Linked DNA regions of Rattus norvegicus: region 2 is linked to region 1. The links are chromatin contacts, called in public Hi-C maps. All regions are on one chromosome and are shown on one strand. Each heading gives the region's core, a stretch centred on a gene start, on an enhancer-like site or on the middle of the called end of the contact. The rest is flanking DNA. Distances are from core to core; before and after follow the strand shown.

The links. Hi-C and Micro-C count contacts between places; a contact is called where the count stands out from the background.
Region 2: a Hi-C map of frontal cortex shows a contact between it and region 1, with 2.5 times the contacts expected there. The contact joins two enhancer-like sites. A contact is called at or near these places in 2 of 12 Hi-C or Micro-C datasets (Schwann cells and frontal cortex).

What each region holds. Positions count from the first base shown.
Region 1 is chr6:41,594,883-41,599,856 of GRCr8, reverse strand. No RefSeq gene overlaps it. Among named protein-coding and RNA genes, the nearest start is that of Mycn, 140 kb to the right of the region's middle. Within about 2 kb of position 2,261, at least 19 of the 93 cell types and tissues checked have an H3K27ac peak or open chromatin away from gene starts, as enhancers often do.
Region 2 is chr6:41,716,631-41,721,604 of GRCr8, reverse strand. No RefSeq gene overlaps it. Among named protein-coding and RNA genes, the nearest start is that of Ddx1, 37 kb to the left of the region's middle. Within about 2 kb of position 3,089, at least 21 of the 93 cell types and tissues checked have an H3K27ac peak or open chromatin away from gene starts, as enhancers often do.

The DNA.
Region 1 (4,974 bases), core at 1,012-3,511:
TCCACTAACTTCACAGCCAAACCTGAAATAAATGTAGCAGAGAGGCAAGAAAGTGGCAGCCACGGAACTATGTCTTTGGCTGTGTGACTGGGAAGTGTAAGACTTTTCTCAGAAGAATGAAGTGTGGACATTTCACCCATTTCTGTATAAACTTTGAGCACAGATCCATGCCATCTCACACGAGTGTGTCATGTCACAACTGTTCTGTGTGCTGATATTGAAGAGAAGTCCTTTTTCATCCTCCCAATTTTTGTGGGTCCTGCTTTCCCTCCCTGCCAACACGAGTGGCCATGATTCTCCCCTGTGACGTCATCCAACCTTACTGGTCAATCATTTGGTTTTCTGACTGGAGTAGGCAGAAGAATGAAAAGCACAACCCAGTCTCCTTGGGATCTATCCAGTCAGGAAGTTTGCAATATTATGTGGGAGAAAGCAGAGTAGGAGAGGCAAGCTGTGTGTTTGCTGGCTCCACTTATAAAAAAGCCAGTATCTAGCATTCATCTATATGTGCAGTAAACTATGTATGTGTAAAATACATGATTTTAACCATTTTTAAAGTTTACACTCCAGTGGCATTAAGTTATTTCAGGTTGGCTTGCAACAGTCACTCCAGCAACCTCCATAAACTTTCTGTTCACAGTAAACACAACTCTCACCCTTTCTCTACCCCTGGTTATGCCCACTCCTACTTCCTGTCTCTATGGATTTGAAGACTTCAGAGATCTTTTAAGCAGAATGATACAATTTTTGTGTCTCGCTTATTTCATTTAACCCCATGTCTTCCAAAGTCATTCACATAGTATGTACCAGAATTCTTACCCATCTGGGTACTGACTCTTACTCTGTTGTGTGTATAGGTCACATGTATAGATTACCAGAACATGTCTGGAACTGTGGTATGTGGTAAGCAAACCCATGGAACTGCTAAAGATAGTGTCTTTGGACTTTATATGCCAGGGTTGGGAGCCACCACATACTCAGAGGAAAAGGGGAGGGAGATTAGGGGAAGGATTGTGGGAGGGGGTGACTGGGAGGGGGCAGTGAGCAGGATATAAAGTAGATAAAATAATAAAAAAAGATAATGTCTTTGTTGTCCCAGGGAACCCTTGTTCTTGGGGAATAGTTAAGTCAGTGTAGTACTGTGTGATGGCAACAGTAGCTGGAGGAAGGACATGCTCTGAGAGTTGCTCTCATCAGGGACTTGAGAAGTGACCTACTGTTCATTTTTCTATGTGTGCACTGAACAGATAGAGACAACAGTGTGTTAACTGGGTGTCCACTCCCTTTCTGTTACTAAGCAGGTTCCTCGTTTCCTGTTTTGGGGCATGTTAGCTATGTCCCAACACCACCCACTATCTCATTAGTACTTGTGTTTGTGTATGCATGTGTATGTTCCATTCGTGCATGTGTGTGTGTGCATGTGTGTGCACATTTGTGTACATGTATATGTGTTTGCACATATAAACATGTGTGTTCATATGTACATGTATTTGTGCATGTGTGTTTGCACATGTATATGTGTGTATGCTCATGTGTGTGTGTATGTGTACATATTTGCAAGTACATGTGTGTGGGCTCTGTCATTGTTCTCTCAATTTAATTCCCTTTCACTTGAGGCTATTGATCAATTTCACCCAAACCTCCTCACATCTTGAGGTCTCTGTCCTTTTCTCCCTCCTTCTGTCTGTTTGGTGGCTCTGGAACAGGGAGATACAGGTATTCTGGGTGCCTCTTCTTTGTTCATTAGCAGTGACCCTGAGAGCATGCCCCAGATTCCTTAAGTTTCCTGGGTTTTTTTTAATCTGTTCTTTTGTCCTTTGGATTTGTCACTTTTAAAAAAAAATTCTCTTAGTTTCTTAGCTCAGTAGAGATTTAAGCTCATATAGAGGAGGATTTATTATATTTATTGATAGTGAGTATATTAATTATGGTTTGTAGTGAATAAAGACCTCTGAAGGGTTTCATCCCTCACAGGACACTGTGAGCTTGGCACCCAAGGTTACCATCTCTCCAAGGAACATCTAAGCAGAACACAACTTATTGGTATGATTCCTCAGTAGATTCTTCCATTGCTGCCAGGGCCTACACATCAACCCAAAGACATGCACTAATGCGTTTCTTCACTGGCTACTTTGAAGCTGTGCTGTGGTTTGTTTAGGTTTGTGTCTGTTTCTTGTTCTGCGAAGTTCCAGAGTGGGAACAGGCACAAAATGAGGGGTGAGTCACAGTCCTGCTACTTGTGTGGCATCAGTGATGCAGAAGTAGCTCCATGAAAAGATGTGTGGGTGAGTGCTGGAGAGACTCATCATATGTACTGTGGGTAGTAGAGTTACCGGCTAAAGAGCGTGTGAGAAGTGTGATTGATAGACAAGGTAATACTTGGGTTGGGCCCAGCATAGAGAGGGTGGGATGGCCAGCAAGTGAATGGTACAGCCTTCTCTGTCTTCAGTGCTACACAGCTAAGGAACAGCCCGGCAACAGAGGTCAGCTTTAAATTCCAATCTCCACAGTCAATGTTTGTCTTGGGGCAACGTGGAGTGATTAAGGATGATGGAGTGGGGGTAATGGAGAGGGGACAGCTGTGTCATGGGGGTTTCACAGTATGCATATACTTTTGAGGTGTCAGACTGAAGGAGGAGAGGCCCAGGAGAGAGGCTCTTATGATAGAACTGATGTGATAGTGAGAGTTAGAGGAGCTAGGCAGGCGTGGGTGGCTCACTTCCAAGTATATCCATGGTTAGAAGAATGGGTACAAAATATTCCTTCACTGATCAGACAGTTGCCAGGAGGGAATGTCCCTCGCACAGCCCTGTGTTTATTGTTCTCTGTCACAGTATATTTTCAGTTACACAGTGCATCAAACTGCACCCACCTAAAAGTCTGCCCCAGAGGCCAATGTCTGCCTGGGAATGCATAGCCCGAGACCCTCAGCCCTCAGCTTGCCAGCAGAATAGACCCAGCTAGCTGGCAGGCCTCAGCTGCAACATGGGCATGTGTACTGTGGAGGAGAGGCACAAAGCAAGAAAATCAAGGTGTGGTAAGAAGTAGGAAAATGTAGCTGCACAACTTCACTTACCCTTGGAATAGCCTGCTGGCTATATATCCAGCCTCTGGGTCTGAAACACTGAAGTTATTAAGACTTTGATAACATGCAAGATGCCAGAAGGAGGTTGTTCAAGGTTGAGGACCTTGCTGAAAACTCAACCATGGCCTCCAAGACTTGTGTTACAGCCCTCCCTAGCCCTTTGGGACTGGACACAGGAAATGAGAGGAAGGTGACAGGGGTGGCCACGAAACTCTGGCTAAATGCTGGTAGGGCCCCAGGGAAGCCTCCCTTGGAAGTTGAGTCGATCCTAGAAGCCATGTCCAGTCTCCAAACTGGTCCACGTGGTGCTCAGGCAGCTCTGCACCTGTGTGCTCAGCTACTTGGTATCTCTGGGTCTGTGTGAGGTGGGAAAGGTGTAAGATCAGCTTCCGGTGGTCAGAAGAAAAAACACCTCTGTCTCTGGGGTGCTGGGAGGGGAGGGTGTGCGGGATGAACTGTAGAGGAACCACTTGGGACTTTCACCTGTCCAGAGATGCCTAGAGGGACTTTGGGGTACAAAATCCCCGAAGTCAGAAACCTAGGTTCCTCCACCTTTGCTCTGGCAGTTCAAGGAAAGTGCAGGTTCATCCGTGAACTGCTTAGTCAAGCAGCAGAGATATAGCATGTGTGCTGGGAAGATGGTATAGCTATAACGTTTGCCCTACAAGCATGAGGGACCAAGCTTAATCCCCAGCTCCCATGTAAAGGTGAGTGTGGTGGTGCATGCTGGTAATCTCATCACAGGGGATGCAGACACAGCAGAATCCTGGGAGTTCACTGGCCAGTCAGTGCTGATCTAGTTTCAGTGAGAGATCTTGTCTCAAAGCTTAAGGTAGAGTATGATTGAGAAAGACATCACACACACACACACACACACACACACACACACACACACACAGAGGCACACTCTCAAGCTTGCACATGGTCATACACAGGCATACATACTATGCATGGGCATATATGCACATACACAAATACAAACATACATACATATATACCATGAACAAATTTTACCCTGTTCCAGGTACCATGTACTGCAGAGGACAAAGCAGATGGATGCTGCCTCCATTTGGCAGGCAGGAAACCACACTCATGCTTGAAAAATATGAACAGAATGAGAGTCTTCCAGCCTACTTGACTCCTCATGGCCTTCCCAAGGCTTCCTGGGACAATCACCTTCCCAAGGAAGACAACAAGTGGCTCTTAGCCCACGTTCAAAGAGTGGATGATCAGTAGAGCAGTGGAGTGGACTTGACGCTGGCATCCAAGAGCCCTCACCTCATGTCGCCTTTCTCAAGGAGCAGGATGACCATGTTAAATCAAGTAGAACCACTTTGTAAACTAAACTGTACTCACTGCAATTCGGCTCTTATCGTGAGGGAAAGAAACCAGGGGTGAGTTGGTCTGAAGGTGCGCTGATGTGGAAATACCCTACTAGGTGTGTCCAGGCCTGACTCTGCTGGGGCAATGGCCTCTGCTTCTTCCACCCCAAGTGCATGCCACTGCTGTTTTCTCTGATCTTCTGGTATGTTTGTTTTGGAAACCAAAGGACTAAGCTTGTAGCAACGAAGATGAGCACACCCTCTGGGTACAGGCAGGACTTCCAGACCCCTGTGCACACAGGAATTCATCCTGTCACCTCTTGTGTACCATCTATAATCCTAAAAGACTGCGCTGTCATCTTATCTTGGAACCGAGGTTTTAGCAGTCCCTTCATTAAGCCCAGAGAACAAAGGCAGGCCGGCGAGAATCTCGGTACATCCAAACAGCCTGTCACCCTGAGTGTGAGGCTGCGGCTGTCCAGAGAAGCTGCGAGATGTTTACAGATGAAGGAGATAACCACAGAGGAAGGTCGCAGGATGTCTTCTGTCCACCTTGAGGAGGGGGAA
Region 2 (4,974 bases), core at 1,840-4,339, 120 kb before region 1:
CATGGATATTGTGACTTCCTGGATCCTCTCAAATGTTAGCTACTTAAAGTATGACTGGGTATAAAAGGGAAAATTCTGTGTTTAGCCAAAGTGGTGCTGGAGTGGAAGGAACCAGCTCGAGTCCTGTACTGGGAGGGAATTATTGCAAAGGGGGCAAGCAACAAAGCTCTGTAGAAGCCATTTAAAGTTCATGAAATGGCACGCTTAGCCACAGTCAGATTTACAAGAGCTTGCTAAAGAACTCTTAGATGTGATTGAGCGAGAACCGCCTTACAGTCTCAGACTACAGTTTGAGATATTTTGTTTGGCACTTAAAAGCCAGGCAATTTGGAGAAATTGGATCATATCCGTATCATTACATACTATTTACTTAAAATATTGGTATTAGTGCTGTAGGCTGTAATAACAAATCTTGTAATGTATGTCCATCCATAAATTGTTACTCATTTCCCCACTGCTATTGACTCACAACTCAGCACCGGGAAAGCCCTGCCGAGTAAGACAGACATGATAGTGGAGACAACCAGGGTCAGGTCTGTGGGTCTGTGGCTCGTTTCCAGCCGAGTACACTAGGTGGTGCTAGTGTCACGCCATGAATACCCACAGAGGCCTGAACACATGTGCTGGTGTATTTTTACCACTTGGGGTCACTTAAGGATTACCTGACTTGCCTCTTTCCCATCTAAGCAAATTCACAGATTCCAAGGAATTATTTCCTCATTACATTTGTCAGAGGCTGTGGTCTTTTTTTTTTTTTTTTTTAAACCTAGATCTTGAAGGCCAAGAAGTGTGAATTGGGATTTTTTTTTCCTCAACAAATTGGCCCCACATGGTTAGTGCCTGGGTGGTTCCTCCTGTCACAGTAGGGTGGACCACCACCCCAGCCTTCTCTTGGGCCCACCCACCATTGGAGACTTCTCTGTATAAAGAATTTCCATACGTGTCAGGATCCTGCTTATGCTAATTGCTGCGCTCATTAACATCTCCAGAACTTGGAGTGCTTTTTCTCAGTCATTTCCTTTGATTCAGCTAGTCTCTGAAAGGCCAGCTCTGAATGAAGGGTGTGGGCATCACGATAACTAATTGCTGACACCCACCGGCCTCCTGCCTCCTTCACAGCTGATCCTAGGAACTACGCCACTGCCCCTTGAGAGCATGCTAGAAATTTGTGGAATGGCCCTAGTGGACTTGCCTGCCTCTGGGTGGGTATGGGTGAGGACAAGGGCAGGATGTGTGGGCTTGCACAGCACAGACAATGAGCTTAGTCACTTGAGATGGCAGCTCATGAGGACTCAGTTGACCGCTCAAAACATTGAGAATCTTTCAGAATCTCCCTTCTCAGCAAGTGACGTCTAGTTTCCTTCCTTTTTTTTTAACTTTACTTGATGTATGTACATATTTTACGAGCCTGGTACCTGTGGAGCTCTCAGGATGACGTTGTATCCCCTGGAACTGGATTTACAAATGAGCCAACATATGAGTGCTGGAACCAAACCCAGGTCCTTTGCAAGAGCAACAACTGCTCTGAAGTGCTGAGCCGTCTCACTAGCTGTTATAGCTTCTGCTATCAGTGAATACCTGCTTAGGTGCTGGAAGCAGAACCGAGTCACCAACTCAAGAGCATCCTCTGCTGGGGCCATTTAAATCTGTGACAGGAATCCATTTGGTTTCTACGATTGAATGCATGGTTAAACTTACACTTACTGTTGTATGCTTATCAATCTGTGTCAAACCCACCCAAGAAAATGAGATAGGCCTCTACTAATTAAATCCAACCTAAGATGGGCACTCAAAGTCCTCTACAATTTATTTCCAAACCTTCCTCCTTAAATCCTCTCAGTTCATACCAGCCACCTGGTCTTCTCACCCCCACCCCATGTAAAAGCAACTGGTAACACTTATTGGTCTATACTGTGAACTTAGCAGCATTCTACGTGCCCATTCTGGTTCAGTCCTAAAACCCAGAAGCTAGGTTACCTACACCTTTCCCTCCTAAAGGCGAGGAAGCCTAAGCACCGAGAGGGTAGCTATTAGTAATGGCACTGTGACTGCCTTTATTCTTGTTCGGCTGCCTGCTGGGAGAGCTTCCCACCTTCTTGACTGTCAAGATCTTACCCAGTGTCGGAGCCCTGAGTCATCCTATCCACCCCCTTGAGTGCAAAGTCAGCCCTGGAGTGCCACCTAGAAGCCAGATGTTTTGTATTCTGACTCGTGTAAGAGCCAGGCTATCCTTTTGTCAGGTAAGGAGCCTGAGGCCCAAGAGTCGTGGATGTTGAGTTTCTCAAGCCCTGGAAGGTAGGTTTTCCTGCTGGGCCCCTCCAGGAAAACCTCTGCTCATCTCTTTGTCTCCCCTACACATTATAAGTTAACTCAAAACTCCCTAAAACTGGCACACACCTATTCCAGGAGGATCAAGGTGCTCCTAGTGCAGTGGTTCTCAACCTGTGGGTCACTAAAGGGATCGCATATCAGACATTTATATTACAGTTCGTAACAGAAGCAACACTACAGTTCTGAAGTAGCAACGAAATGATTTTATAGTTGGGGGGTCACCACAGCATCAGGAACTGTATTAAAAAGTTGCAGCATCAGGGAAGCTGAGACCCATGCTCGAGCGAAAGGCCTCTGAGCTACACTACCTCTCTACAGTGTGCAGACATCCTCACGTTATGGGGCATTTTCCAACTGACGGGACTCTTCTGCTGAGGTGATAGACACGGAGACCTCCAACAGAAAAACACCAAGAGGCCTTTCACTCCAAGCAGGAAACAATATCCCACAGTCTTAATAACCCCAACAGAATGAGAGAATAGACCACTTTCAGTAGAAAAATACAGCTTTTTTAGCTTTCTCAAGAAAACCTTTGACCAAAATCTGAGCATGATTTTGAGCATATGGGCCCCAAATTCCAATTTGCTATGGCTGAGATTTCACTGGTACGATGGACCGACACACTCGCAAGAAATATGTGAATTCATCATGGCTATTTTTGCAGCGCTGAAGCTGGCACACTTCCAAGTTGAGAACTTTCTGCTTTAGCAGCTCTCGGTTATTTGAGGCTGGATGACTCACTTAGTGTTACATCCTCTTGTTTTCCTCCCCTGGGCCCCTCCCACCTAAGAGGGCTGGCAGGGGCAGGGAGGGTTATGAAACCCAAGCTGCTATCTATCGAGGACCGCACTTCTTGTCAGCTTTTGTTAATGCTTTGTTGGGAACTACGCTTTCTGCTTCTCCTCAATCCCCTCCCTACTAGGCAAGTCACCTCTGCCTTTATGTGTGCTCCAAACCTTTTGTTCCTTCTGTTCCTAGAGTGTACATTTCCTGCATTTTATTTACCTGCTTAGACATAGTGCCTCTTGCTGCAGAGAGAAGGGTGTTTAAAGCAGGCCTGCTTTCAGGATCCTCTGGACCCATGACACAGTCTGACTAGCAGGCATTTGTTAAACTGGGAAAAGAAAGGGAGGAGAGGGGAGTAGGTAAGTGACAAGACCCTCCCATGAGAACCAGCTAGCACAGTTAGGATGAGAAGTTAGAATCTGTTAGCTTGTTTTGTTTTGTTTTGTTTTGTTTTTTTAAGACGGGAGATAGGCATATCTTGGAAATTAGTCTGTAGCGAATACAGGGCTGAGCCTCGACTATTTCCCTCAGACTAAAGCCGTGTTGATGGAACTCAAAACCAGCCAGCTACCCTGCAGAACCAGCTACTGGGAGGAAATCTTTCTTCCCACCACTGTGCACTGCCAGTCATCCAGAGGCACTGCAGCAGTGCTCACTGTGCAGGCTGTGTCTTGGTTTTCTGCCTGCCTGCCTATCTGTCTGTCCATCCACCAACCCATTCATCTGTCTGTCTATCTATCTATCTACCTATCTATCTATCTATCTATCTATCTATCTATCTATCTATCTATCGCTATCCTGGAACTTGTTCTGTAGACCAGACTGGCCTTGAACTCACAGATCTGTTCGCCACTACCTACCCAGTGCTAGAATTAAAGGCATGCACTACCACCCAGAGTATTTTTTAATTCTTTACCCCTTTGTGAAGCAGGAATAGTTATTGTCCTTTAAGGAAACCGTGGTTTAAAGTAACAAAGGTAACCACTCAAGAATACTATTTAGATACTCCAATACCTGGTTTTCAACAGGAATCAGAAAGACTTAATTGTAAAGGAATATAAGCTGAGAAGACTCAATCTTTAGAGGCCCCAACAGCAGAATACACATCCCTCTAGTGCGCAGAGAGCATCCCCCAGGATGCGGTAGTCCATAAACAAGCCTCAGTGTGCTTACAAGAACTAGAGCCACACAGGCACCAAACACACTGAAATGAACTTGGAAGTCAAGAACAGAAAGCATGGACATAGTAGCAAGCACAGGGAAGAAATGGAGCCAACGCGTCAAAGAAGACCTCCTGAGAGGAGTTAGAAACTGCTCTGAGAAAGGTGAAAGCTGAAGTGGTGCTTAGAGGGAAATTTATAGCCGGGAATCATTGCATTAAAGGGGGGAAAGAGGGGAGGTAGGAGATGCACCTGCTGTTCTTACAGAGGGTGTGAGCTTGGTTCCCAGAAGCCACTCATGACTCCACCCTAGGGGATCTGATGCCCGCTTTGGGCTTCAGAGGACACTAGTCATGCACATGGTACACATACATGCATAACTTTTTAAAAAATGATATAAAAAGAATCTCATGTTAAATCCCCATCTTAAGGTACTAGGGGGAAGAAAGAGAGAAGCAAGTCCCAAAGCATGCAGACGGGAGGGAACAGTAAAGATTAGAGCAGATGTTAATAAAAAATGGAAACAACAGAAGAAAATCAATGGAACCAGAGAGTCTTGTTTCAGAAAGATTAACAAAGCCGGCAGAGCTTTGTTTAGAAAGAGATGAGGTCTTTTTCCCAAGGTGACTCCAATAGGGAAAGTCAGAATGAAGATTCTGAAGGAAGGCAGTCAGTGTCAGGGTTCAGACTGCAGCTC